Regions from separate parts of the Danio rerio genome. Here region 2 is linked to region 1. A link is a contact called in public Micro-C data. All regions are on one chromosome and are shown on one strand. Each heading gives the region's core, a stretch centred on a gene start, on an enhancer-like site or on the middle of the called end of the contact. The rest is flanking DNA. Distances are from core to core; before and after follow the strand shown.

Region 1 (6,794 bases), core at 825-3,324:
ATGTTTAACAGGGAAAGCAAATCTCAAACTGGTTTAAAACAAGTAAAGGGTGAGTAAATGATGACAGAATTTTCAGTTTTGGGTAAACTATCTCTTTAATTACAAGTATCTACAGTTACAGTTTTAGTAATCCTTTTAATATAAAAAAAAATCTATTGTTAGTTTATGTTAGCTCAAATAAAAAAACATGAAATAAAATTTTAAATCCAGATCCTAGATTCGAGTAGGTTTAAAATTATAAACCTAAAAAGAAAAATTCCACACTCAGTAGAAAAAAAAACTTTAAAAGACGTTTCTGGAATTTTGTTTTAGAAATATTTTTGACTGAAAATCATGTTAAAATAAGCAAAGATAACGTTTAAAAAAATCTATAATATGAAATTTCCAAATCTGTGCAGTTACGAGTCATTCTAATCGTCACATCAATTTATAATCACCTTCAAAATGCTTCTAACAAGTTTACACTACTCTAAACAAATAAAAAACTAAAATATATTTCTTTTTTCATAACTAATGTAGCGTGTCACCAAACCATCAGTAATGTTCACATTAAGGTCAGATGATCTCACCGTCTGCTGATAGTAGGCCAGCAATCTTTTCTGGTGTTTGCCCTGGAATTGTAAGACCTGAAAAGCATAAATAACAGAAATGTTTATGTCATGAGTGCATGCCTGATTAACATAGCTGAGCTCTATTCAACTAAGCACAGGATTACCTTGCTTATCTCTGAGAAGTACTTTACAGCAACTGAACTGATATCTGAGAAAACGTCTGAGCAGCTCTGTAAGAGCAATAACCAGATTAGTGCATAGTTTGTTAATAGTAATCTCCATGACAAAAAGTTTGGTGTCTTACTTTATCAGAAAGGGGAGAGATCTGACATTTTGCTTTGCAAATGAGACACAAATTTTGCTTTCCTGATGTGGGAAACAAAGACAGAATTTCCCCTGTAAAACTGCAGAATCTCCAGCAGAGGTCAATATATCCACATATTTACTTTCTTTGAGCCACACTATAGTAAAATACTTGGTAATTCTAGAGTTGCAGTGGTAATACAACCATAGCAAAATAATACCAAATGACTCAATATACTGTTTCTAAAACTACAGTGTATATTGTACTACAATACATCACAGTTTACTGCAGTAGTATAAAGGTATGCTAAAATATAGTATTTATTATTTAATCAGTTAATCCCATGTTGAGTGGTTCGTTAAGAAAAAGTAACTATTATACAGTATGCTATACTTTACTATAGTATGGTTCAAAAACACTATGTGTTTACTATACATTACTATAGTAAGTTATATTTCTTATGTGGGATATCGTCAATGAAAATAGGTTACGTTAGTCAATTAGACAAAGCATTAACGTTAAACACCTAACGTTATTTGTAAAAACACTATGTCCTCTGAATAAAACAACCTGAACGCTTTTGTGTTGAGGGTGTTTTACCTCTTTGAAAGCACACATTGCAGATGATGTGGCCGCAGCTCGTGACCGCCATCTGACGCTCAGGGCCGGATGATGTGAAACACGCGTTACAGCAGATCCAGTGAGACATTATTAATTCTGTGCGAGTAAAATAACTTGTTTGCTAAAACTTCCATAAGTGAGTTAACTGCCTTCGTCATTTCATGTAACAGCCAATAACAAGCCATACATAAAATCTGTTGCTCCTCCAATTAACTTATATCTAACGTTAACAGTTAGGTTCCTAACTTCTGAGCTAACGTTAACTATACAAATAATCTTTTACTTTAAATTTTACTCTAAGGTGTGTACAAACGTTGTCGTGGTCACTAAGTTACATACCTGTATCCTCTTTTATTGATGTCTTAACTGATATCAGTAGTGTACGAACTAAACTGTAGGCTTGCTAGGTATAGCAAAAATAGCTAACAAAATAGCAGATTTTGGAACGGTAACGTCATCGTGGTAAAATCGCGCTAACTTACGACAGTCAGCGACCGTTTCCGCCTACACACTAAGGCTCTTGAACTTAATACATATTATTAACTTTACTACAGTTTTTTGTTAATACGTTTTAGATTTTTTTCTGATGGTGGTAGCACTTTTACTATAGCAGTGACGTTGTAATTAACCCTTTTAGGGTGTGGGTCAAATTACATAGAATTCAATATAAACCACATTTGATTATGAGAATACAACTAAATAAGTCAGATATGAAAAGTAAACATTTGGCATGGATAACGTTAGTTTAATTATAGATAATTCTCACACATTCTTAAAATTACTACTAAAATATTTAATTAAAGTATTAATTATAATATAACAAGAATATCAATAAAATGTTTTTTAATTATTTAAAAAAGATATTTTAAAACGTATTTAACAAATAAATGCAATTAAAAAAAAACATTTTATTTTAACAATTTATAATTTTAAAGTGAAGTGATGTTCAGTTCAAATGAATAAAACAGTACTAGCAACATTAAAATTAATTATTTCCAGTAAAATTAACAAACAACTAGATATATGTCACTGACACATGCAATTGTTTAGGATAAAAGTATCTGTCAAAGGCCTACATGTAATTAAGACATGAGCTTGTGTCATAACGAAATGCATATATTTTTTATGTTTTGTAGTACCTAAACAAAGGGCTGGGCCGATAAATGATATTATATTGAATCGTGATGAAGTTTATTTAAATAACAATGATAAGCTCTGGACCTTTTTTACTCAATATTAATCTAAGAGCCAATCACACAGCAGAAATTTGCAACAATGAGAATCTAAAAGTGTGTTTATATTATAGATGTAGCCTAACGAATTTTCGGCAACCGAAAATTTATCGGCCGAAAATGTTATGCCATTAATGAACCCTCTGAATTGTGTGGCCTCTTGTGTGCATATTTTGGATATGCACTCAAAAAAACGATTGATGGAATTGGCAAGATGCACATAAATTCTAAAAATGTGCAAAAAAACAACAACATATGCACATATCTGAGTAGGATAAACTTTTTATCGATAAGTAAAGATGTGTAAAAAACTGCGATGGAAACATTTTTATGTACAAATTCCATTATGCTCATTAAAAAAGGTCATGTGATTTTGTTAAAAGTGATGATAAAAATGTGTGCAAATGGACAAACCAGCAGGCCGAGCACATTATAAAACATCTGAAATAATGTTTTGGTCATTCTAAAACGCCGCAACCATTTCAGTAATAGTTTTATTATATTATTAATGAACTCCAGAATCAAGAGCATCTGTACTCCGCGTCTTACGCCTTCAAACGCCACTGCATGTAGCATTGCCTTCTGCGGTGCAAGTCATTTATTAAATGAAAAAAAGATTCTTGCAGCTTCTCCTACCGCAGCAAATTCCGTTTTTACTGATGATATTTGGCACCAGGTAATCAGGAAGTGACGATTTTGTTCTCTTTGACTCGTTGGATAGAAACACTGCTTTATTCGCATGTCTTTTATACGATAATCCAGTTTTACGCAGAAAGTTAATTTGCATTTTTGGATGTAAACATGTAAAGCTATTGTTTGTGTACTCTTATAAATCATTAACAACTTATATTAAAAAAAATATTGTTATTGTTCAATATGAAAAAATAATTATTGAGGTAGCTTTTTTGCCGTATCACCAAGCCCTACTTAAACCTGCATTTTCAGAAATTTAGCAGATCAAATTAATCAGCAATTGTTACAAATATTTAAAGTTCATCATCAACATCAGCTTGTTGAAACTTTATATGCGTGCTATGGTCATGAGTAAGAAAAACATTAGAACATGTTAAATAAAGAGATAAATGAAAATTAAATATAATACAATTTCTTTAAAGAAAAAAATAAAATAATTTTGGGTAATCCTGAATGGGGTATACTGTATGCACATGGACTTTTAATTTTAGCCAGCCAGCCTCTTCTATCCAGCCAGCGCTTACGGGGAACTGTCTTTAAATTCAAAATTGCCACGTTTAAGCTCTTATTTCTTTAAAAATCAGTGATCTTCACTGACTGATTAATATACAATATAAAGTCGGTCTCAGACCAGAAAAGAATCACTGTATTAAATTCTATTTTCCCCTGCCTGGTCTAAAAAAAATTGTTTTAACCCAGTTTTTTCAATGGAGTTTCTGCGCTTGCCTGCTGATCCTGATGGTGCTAGCGGTTACAGTCTTTCATCTCGTTTTACGTTTGAATAACTAAAGGCCGGCTCACACTGTGAGATTTCAGCCACGATTTTGTCATCTGAGACAAATTTGGGCAATCCTAAAAGATTCCTGAAATCCTAGGCTAAAACCTGTGATCTTTGATTGTTGGTTTGGCATGTTCACAGACAGCCACTTGGTGCCTGTTGCGATCTGATTTTTCCTCTGATGAAGTTCTGGCAGTGTCAGAAGATTTCAGAGACAACTCAAACAACCACGGGGAAATGTCAAAATATTTTTTTCTTCCTGGTTTTATTATTGAGACACGCTGTGTGCAAAATTGCTGCTACAGATTGTTTACGTTTGCTGCGAGGAATCATTTCAAAATGCGGAATAGTGAAAGTGTCAAGGGTGGATGACGTCAAATTCAATGGCCAGTTTCTTTTGTGTTTGGCGTGTCTTCATTAGCCAGGCCAGTGTTGGGCCAGTGCGAGCCAGCGCTTTTATCAGGCCAGGCCGGGCCAATCGCCCGGGAGGTTGAGCAGTGAGGCTGAAATCATGTCGCGTTTCCACTGTCGGGCTAGTAGCTTGCAGCGTGTCACACAAACCCTACCCCCAGAAGGACCCCCGAATCAAACGTCACACAACCCGCCCACTTCAGCGGGAATCAGGCAGATAAAGCACATCATCGCATCATCACAAAGCGATTAAAATGAAGACAACCAAAACAAACAGACAACATGTTACTGTACAGCATTACATTATATGTCTACAAGCACAGGCCTGTGTGTTCTCATACTCACCGACCGACTGTTGGCATTGTGGATCCAGTGGTCTCGCCACTTACGGAGGGACCCAGCACAGTGAGCGCACCATTCATAATATAACACCACAGAAATTCTCCATAATAATAAGAAAATGTATTTTATAACATCAACGTTTAGATAGACGCTGTCAAACATTCAGCTCAAATGCTCTGGAGAGACCTGAAACATATTTTTCCCTAGGCTATATGACACTTAATATTAGGTGATTCCCCTTTATTTAAAGCTGTTGCATATTATTCTGTGATCTTTAAGTAAAGGAGTTTCAGCACATAAGAGCAAGTAATAAAATATAGTCTATATTTCGTTGCACTCAGCAGCTTTGCACTAATAAAGCTCTAGGCCTAATATGTATTTAAAATTTCAGTTTTAAATTTTACCACATCATATATAAACATAAACACTTGTTTGAGGACACAGAACACATTTTGTATTAGCAGTTTTCCCCGATGCGTTTCTAGAGGCACTGCGCGCGCAGGACTGGATGACAGAAAAAAAGGTTGCCAATAGTTTCTGCTTTCACTCACCCAAAAATACTCTGTTTGCACTATTTGATTAATAACATTGTATCCAAATACTTTATAAATAATATTTTAAACCTTCTCCAATGTTTATTGTTTTATTATAAAATATCTCAAATCTTTTTTTCAGATAGGCCTTTGTAAAATGAAAGTTAAATATGGCTTTAAAACGGTTTATGTATTGTATAAATCTACATTGTTATAGCTAGCTTTTGTTTGTATATATTGGTTTATTTATTTAATGCGATTTTATTATATCCGATATTTGTAATTCTTTAAATGATTTCAATATAGCTTAGGCTACCTTATCAAGATATGACACTATTGTTTTGAGTCTAAAAAAGTGGAAAGCCCCCCTTTGGCCCGATTAGGCCCCGTAAGTGATAGTGGAAAATACAAGGCGACTGGGCTTGGCTCGCCCTGGCTCGCTCGATTTAGTCGCGATAGTGGAAACGCGGCTATTGTCATTCAGTCTGACTTAATGACAGCTGAGATCTTACAGTGTGACATGAGAGCCATGTTCGTGCAGTTTGACATCCAACTAACATTGAGGATTATAAAAAATCCCACAGTGCGAGTCGGCCTTAAATCAATGCTTAAGTCTGTTTAACTGATTATATTGTAATTACATTACAACATCATGTAAAAGGAACCTTATGAAATTGAAAATAATCACATTAAGCTTTTACCGGAAGTTTATCATTGCTGAAAAACATCAGCTGTGCACATAGCACATTGAAAGATACATAATCTTTTAAATAATGATACTTTGGTGGAAACTATAGCAAACCAATAAAGCTTCAAATAAATATTCTTAGTTTAAAGCACAACTTGAGTGAGGTAAAACACAAATAAGAAGACTTAGAGTTTTATTAAGTATGTTAAGTGAATTTATTAACATCAGCCCAAAAACATTTTTTATTTGTTTTACAGGGTAAATGATAGTTCCCTCTCAAACGAGCTAATTTATCAAAATGCTTCAAACTGTCTTAGAATTATTTAAACAAGCAGTTAATCATTTCATAAAGCTAAACCAACTTCTTTTCGATGAAAAAGTCTTTGAGGTTTTTCATTTGCCAGAATCCAACAGAGAGCAGTATTGATGTCTGAATAATGGCCCACCACAAAACGTTTCCATTCGTTTCCTCGCTCATTTGGCGAAACTTCTCCTCACGTTCCTGGTTGCAGTAAAATAAACAGATACAAATTGCACATAATTACCACGAGAGTAAGTAGTACACCTTGGAAAATGTGGACTGATGACACTCGGTCTGGTTCTCATTCAGATTCTTGCGAGCAGAAAATATGGTAACATTT
Region 2 (6,670 bases), core at 3,950-6,449, 160 kb before region 1:
TCTCGTTGCGACTTCTTGCTTGCTTCAATGGAATCTCAATTACTGCAAGTTAGGTCTCTCTAACTTACCACAAGTTACACCCCTTCATGTTACGCCCCCATCCTTCAGTCCGCAGACAGATACGCTTGATCTAATGCGCAATTCAGAATCTCGCCAGAAGTAGTAAGTCATCCACGAACTACTTCGCATACTGTTTTTTGAATATTGTGAATTCGGACATGCTAGTCAGTTCACAATGTTTTTGTGTATGTGATTTTGAACACAACCGTTGTGCATCCACAAATTTTTATTAACAACACTTAAGAAAATGCTATTGTTCTTGGTTGTTCATTTTATGCTTCAAAAAGCGAGTTAATCCAATAAAATTGTAGACCATGCCTCTCTAACCTTCTCTCATCTGTATTTTCAGATCATGGACAGTGGTAGGCTCATGGTCTCCACGAAATGCGGTCACCTGTTCTGCAGTCAGTGCATCCGCGACTCTCTCAGCAGAGCTCACAGCTGCCCTACATGTAGAAAGAAACTCACACATAAACAGTATCACCCTATATATATCTAACGACAAGACCAGCAGCTCATTTCAGCTGAATGCTTCTCGAAAGTTCTGCGGTATGAAACAACTTCATGTTCTCGCTGGCTGTTTCATGTTTACACTTGTTAGAAATAAAAAGGCACTTGATACAGAATGAACTACTCTCAAATTGTGAAAACACTGTAATGAATTATTGGCAATATATATTGACGTGGAGTAGTCTGGGTTTGAAGTTTTGGCTGCTGCGTTTTATTTTTTTTTTCTCAATTGCCCAGTTCGCGGTATTGAATGAAATGGTTTAGGTTAGGTTCCAGTTGGATTAAAAATTGAGTGACAACCATCATAATACATCTATAAAAATATGAGTTTATGTTGAGAACAAAATAGCATTCTGCTGTGAAGGTCTGTATTCTTGTCTAGTGTAATAGCGAGCTTTTTAGTGATAGATTGGGGAGCTTCACTTAAACCTGATCAATCGATCTGAAGGTAAATGATTCTTCACTCGTTGGTTAACGGTGACGAAGCGAAAAAGGTTTGTTTGTCAACTGTACATGTTAATATTTGTATATACTTTGTTGTATAAATGACCTGTAAGTTAAGAGGTGTTAGTAATTCGAAGAACATACCATTTATTTCAATAAACATTTTGATCACCGATAGCTTGCTTTGTTCTATGAGACTTTTAAAAGCTTCTTAATTTGAGCAGGTTTTAATGAAATGGCCGTACACCCAAAGCGCTTCACAATCATTAAGGGGGGGTCTCTCCACACCACCACCAGTGTGCTGCATCCACTTGGATGATGCGATGGCAGCCACAGGATAATGGTGCCAGTGGGTTCACCACACACCAGTTAAGTTCTAGGTAGAGTGGAGAGACAGTTATAGAGCCAATTCGGTAGATGGGGATGATTGGGAGGTCAGGATAGATGAGGACCGATGGAGAGAATTTGGGCAGGACACCGGGGTTACACCACTACCCTGCTAGGGAAGTGCCATGGAATATTTAATGACCACAGAAAGTCAGGACCTCTGTCTGAAAGATGGAAAATTGTGAAATAAAACTGAAAATAGTTTTTCTCAATTTTATTGTACCAAAATCAAGTGTTGTGTCAGTGTTTATTAATACAGAAAATGTGTGTGTGTGTGTGTGTGTGTGTGTGTGTGTGTGTGTGTGTGTGTGTGTGTGTGTGTGTGTGTGTGTGTGTGTGTGTGTGTGTGTGTGTGTGTGTGTGTGTGTGTGTGTGTGTGTGTGTGTGTGTGTGTGTGTGTCCGTCAAAATAGTTAGCCCTCCAATTAAACTTTTTTAGATTTTTTTTTTTTTTCAAATATTTCACAAGGAGCATTTCATATAAGGTTTTTATTTATTTTTTATTTATTTATTTTTTTATATATACAGTTTTTGGGTCAATATTATTAACCCCCTTTAGAAATACTATTTTTTTTTCTGTCTACAGAACAAATCACAGTTATGTAGTAACTTGCCTGATTATGCTAACGTAGTAAATAATCTAGTTAAGTATTTTAATAGTAATAATAATAATAATTAGGGTGTCCGCAGGTTTTTAAAATGTCTTAAATCTCAACTGAAATATAGTGAATTTTAGGCCTTAAGTCTTACATTTACTTAAATTTTGTGTTGTAGGTCTTAATTTTCCTTTGTTCAAGTTTAGCTTTCCAATCTGGCCAACATGCATATAATTACCAACAATTAATCTCATTAAAACTTACATTTTATTTTGTTTTTTATACTTTTTTTTGTTTGTTTATTATAGATTTTAAATCTTTTAAAACAGTTGTCACTATTTATTTTTAAAGCAAGGCTAAGTTGAAAAAAAGTGTATGTTTATGACTAGAGCTGGCTTTTTTTTAACACAATATTTAAAATATTTTGCTAAGAAATATCTAAAATTTATTATTTTTTTATTAATTTATTATTGTATCATTAAATGTATTACATTTATTTATTTATTTTTTGTTTATTGGTTTTAATGAACATAAACAAACAAAAATGGGCAAGACAAATGTATCAGTAGACAAGTATAGCAGCAAAAGGCAAAGAGAAAAAAACAATAAATAAATTAAAAAATAATAAATAAATAAATAAACATACAAACAAAATACAAAAATCATAATACACAAAGTTATGCTGAGATTAAGGTCACACTTATTATAAAAATACATCAGATGTTTTCATAGAGTCAGGGGATCATTAGAGTCATGATCCATATTTTTTTGAAAGGCATCCCCTTTGTTTTATAAGTAGTATGTATATTGTTCCAAGAGCATTGTTTCATTCAAGAGTTGCATGAACAGTTCAAATGTTGGAGGTCTTTGTTGGTTCCAGTTGAGCAAAATGCATTTTTGCTAGATAGTTGATGCCGAGTCTCTTTATAGAAGTAGGATCAAGTGTCTTTTTCAGTTCTGTACCACAGAGGTATAGTGTTGGTGTGTTGTCCAATGGAACTTGCAAAGCTTTGCTGTAAAGTCCTGTACTGCTTTCCAGAAAAAAAAAAAAAGCTTTTTGCATTCCCAAAAAACGTGCATGATTGATCCTGAATAGGAAATTGTAATGATTTTTCTGATAGAGCAAATAAAAATCTTTTCCATCTGTGCCATTTGAAAAAGCTAAAAGCGTTTAGCCCTGTATGAGTCTACAATTTCATTCATAATAAAAGTCTTAAATTTAACTTGATGAAACCTGCAGAAACCCTGCTGAAATTTCACTAAGTTGAACACTACTACATAAAAACATCCAGTCAACATGGCAAAGACAAAAGAAATTACTTAAATAAATAATAAAATAGTAAAACTATTTGTTGTCTTTGGCTTTTTTAAGTAGGCCTATGTAATTTTGATACAAGGGCGATGCAGTGGCGCAGTAGGTAGTGCTGTCGCCTCACAGCAAGAAAGTTGCTGGTTCGAACCATAAAAACTGACAGGTTATAACGCAGGAACAGGATATATACAGTATGTGTGTGTGTATGTGTGTGTGTGTGTGTGTGTGTGTGTGTGTGTGTGTGTGTGTGTGTGTGTGTGTGTGTGTGTGTATGTGTTTTTGTGACATATCAGGACACTGTATAATGACATGGGTATGACACAGGTATTACAAAACGGAGGTGAAATAAGAGGACATTGGTGACGTCCTCATTTCTCAAAATGCTTATAAATCCTGCAGAATGAGTTTAATCAGAGAGTAAAGCTGCACACAGTCTCCTGTGATGATTGGGTTTAGGGGTCGGGTTTGGTCAGGGCAATACAATATACGTTTTGGACAGTACAAAATGAATGGAAACCTATGTAATGTCCCCACTTTTAACAAAACAAATGTGTGTGTGTGTGTGTGTGTGTGTGTGTGTGTATGATGTTTAACAGATCAAGGAAAATTTGATACAATTTTATTTTGATACATTTTGTTACTGCTGTATTTTGTAGTTTATTTTGATACACTCAAACTTATTGGTATTTTATTTTAAAATACATTTCAATGTGTTTTTGTCCAGCCCTGACCACCACTATTCTTGAAACCCTTTTTTTTGTCAATGTTGCTGTCCGACACAAGATGGCAGCAGGTGATCACATGTTAGTTATTACTAATATATGATGATTACCATCTGGTTTTCAGCGTTGATTCTTCGCCAGTGGAGGGCAGCAATGAGCTCTAAGGAGCTGTGTGGTTTGTAATGGCTATGTAGCTTTTTGGGTGCAGATAATTTTGTCTTATGATGCCATACATGTTTATATTTGTGTGAATGTAATGTACAATTCTGTACAACATTTAAATACAAACGTTAATACTGTCTGGACTTATGCATTTGCATTAATACAACGAAATTTTATTATTAAAAAAGTCACATAAGAATAACACTTGCAAATTTGATCTCTTGATTAAGCCAGCATTTTCATATACGTGATGTTATTCCAGCTGTCTCTTGCATTTTACTCAAGTTTCCACGTGTTATTGTTTGTTATTGTTTGCGGATGTTGGCCGCTGTGCCGAAAAAAGCCAATTGTGCATTATTCTACTCGTTATGGTTGTTGTTTGTCATGGTAATCAGACAGTTAACAGGGTTTATTTATATTAAAATATTTTATGAAATATATTTAATGATGAAAATTGGCATTTTGAAGGCATTTTTTTTATTTGTCTACGATTTATTATTATTTATTCATTGTGAAAGAGTTAAACTGAGAGTGAAGAGGCTCGCTGTGATTGGTCAAAAGTTGGCCGTAGGGCTGGACCGTCTCACACTCCACTCGGTGTGTATGTGTGTGCGCGTGTGTATGTGTGTGTCTGGACGGCGAAACATTTGGTTAACGGTAATTCAAACACCGTTTGATACATATTTAGGTGCTGTTCGCAATTTCACCATGCGTGTTATTTGCTACCTGAAGAATACATGAACATAAATTCGCCTTGAATTGAAGTGCGTGCGCAACAGGGCGCGCGCGGCGGCTGTCTGTCATCTACAGAAGTTTACGGCAATCAGCGCGTGTATTAAAAAGTGTCGCGCGAAAATACATGACGTCAGAGCGTCCAGGAATACAGTCGCGCGTGATAATTAAACAGATTGAAAGAGCTGGATCCAGGGTTGCGAGCATGTGGATTTCGGATGTAGCCTCCAGTCTATATGAAATGTCTGGAGTGTTTTAAGAGGATGTAACCTTAAGCATGATATTTTACCTACTAGCTGCGAGGAACAGATTTCTGATCATACTTTCAATTGTTGGTAAGTCTTAGATGTTTGGCTTTAAATGATATTTTTACGCGAAATGTAACTTTTACCTACTTGCAACTGCTTTTTTATTTATTTAATTATTTGGAATAATTTCCAGCTTCTAGTTGTGCTGTTTGATTTAATAGAGACAATGCTTTATTAAACAACCCAAGTTTTGTTACTAAGGTAAAGTTAGTTTTATATTTAGACATTCGTTCATTTAACAGTCCCTATATTGTTAACTTTGAATTTTCGGTCTGAATTAGCATGCAAGTTCTACTTCAAACCAACATTAGCACGATTTAATTGTGAACAAGGTTGTACTTGGATAGTCATTGGCTGCTAATATGATTTCACTATTGAGAATGCACAAAGAATACTTTTTTGAAATAATATTATTAAGGAGAATGTCTGAATGTGAGAATAGAAGACCAACTTTACCTCAATTGTTTGTGATTCAGTGTTATGCATGCTTAAAAAGGTGTCATCGCCTTAGTAATTCAGCCACCAACAGATTTCGTCCTATTTTTCATAGATTGAAGAACCAGAGAGCTTTAATAGGGACATCATGGAACTTCTTTGGATAGTTTTCTTCATTTTTGACATTATTTTCATCACAGACTGTGCTAGAGGTGAGTACAAATATGTTTGTGAAAATGTTGAAAATCCATGTAAAGAAATCTCTAATGAGTTCTAAGGTAATAATAAACATTTTGAATGTAAATTTGTCACACATATTGATGTTATGAAAGTATCTTTTCTGTACGCTTATAGACCATTTCAATGTGGTCATGACATTGGCCCCTGAACATTTTCTGCTTGTTATCAAACTATTTCAGAACTGTAACAAGGGGCAATTCAATCTTATCTTAATGTTAAAACAGCTATCACAACATGATCAATATGTGGCATGGGCTGGTATAAGATACTGATGGTATGATAAACTTGGATAAAAATATCACAGATTCACTGTTTCATGGTATTGTGGTAAAAAACTAAAACACTTTCCACCTTTGAACACAATGCATTTTATTTGAAGAAACTTTTACAATATTTTGGGACAGTAACCATGTCAGGCTAAATAATTCAAATGAATCATTGACTTCTGCTGTCTTCATTAGTTTAGAAAAAACACAGATTTCATGACAATTTAAAACAGCATCTTTGAATGTCTTCTCTGCTGGAGATACTGCTTTTTAAAAAAACTTAAAACAAAACTTAAAAAAACACCCTACATGTACCATAGTAACGGTGTAGCAGAAAATTTTGGCAGTTTAAAAACCTCAACTTTTCCAAACTGTGGTGTACCTTGATAACGGTTAGCACAAGATTTGTGTTAAAAAGTCGTAATATATACGAATATAAATAATATGTAATATAATAAATAAGTTGATCATATTACTTATTAATCTTTTCATGTAGC

What was found. A called contact is a pair of places that touch in the nucleus more often than the background predicts.
Region 2: a Micro-C map of caudal fin shows a contact between it and region 1, with 11 times the contacts expected there. The contact joins the promoter of fgfrl1a here to the promoter of rnf212 in region 1. A contact is called at or near these places in 6 of 18 Hi-C or Micro-C datasets (caudal fin, embryo, fibroblasts and 2 more) and 2 of 4 datasets of contacts at active chromatin or transcription factors (caudal fin and embryo).

What each region holds. Positions count from the first base shown.
Region 1 is chr14:19,770,618-19,777,411 of GRCz12tu, reverse strand. rnf212 (ring finger protein 212) reads right to left here and starts at 2,074. Exons shown (of 13, transcript NM_001423279.1): 1 at 1,816-2,074; 2 at 1,456-1,572; 3 at 856-917; 4 at 716-781; 5 at 570-626. The coding sequence starts at 1,564. si:ch211-255i20.3 reads right to left here. Exons shown (of 5, transcript XM_003199865.7): 5 at 6,331-6,655. The coding sequence ends at 6,506.
Region 2 is chr14:19,931,245-19,937,914 of GRCz12tu, reverse strand. fgfrl1a (fibroblast growth factor receptor like 1a) reads left to right here and starts at 5,199. Exons shown (of 7, transcript NM_200376.1): 1 at 5,199-5,259; 2 at 5,783-5,879. The coding sequence starts at 5,816. rnf4 (ring finger protein 4) reads left to right here. Exons shown (of 8, transcript NM_001386248.1): 8 at 410-1,191. The coding sequence ends at 559.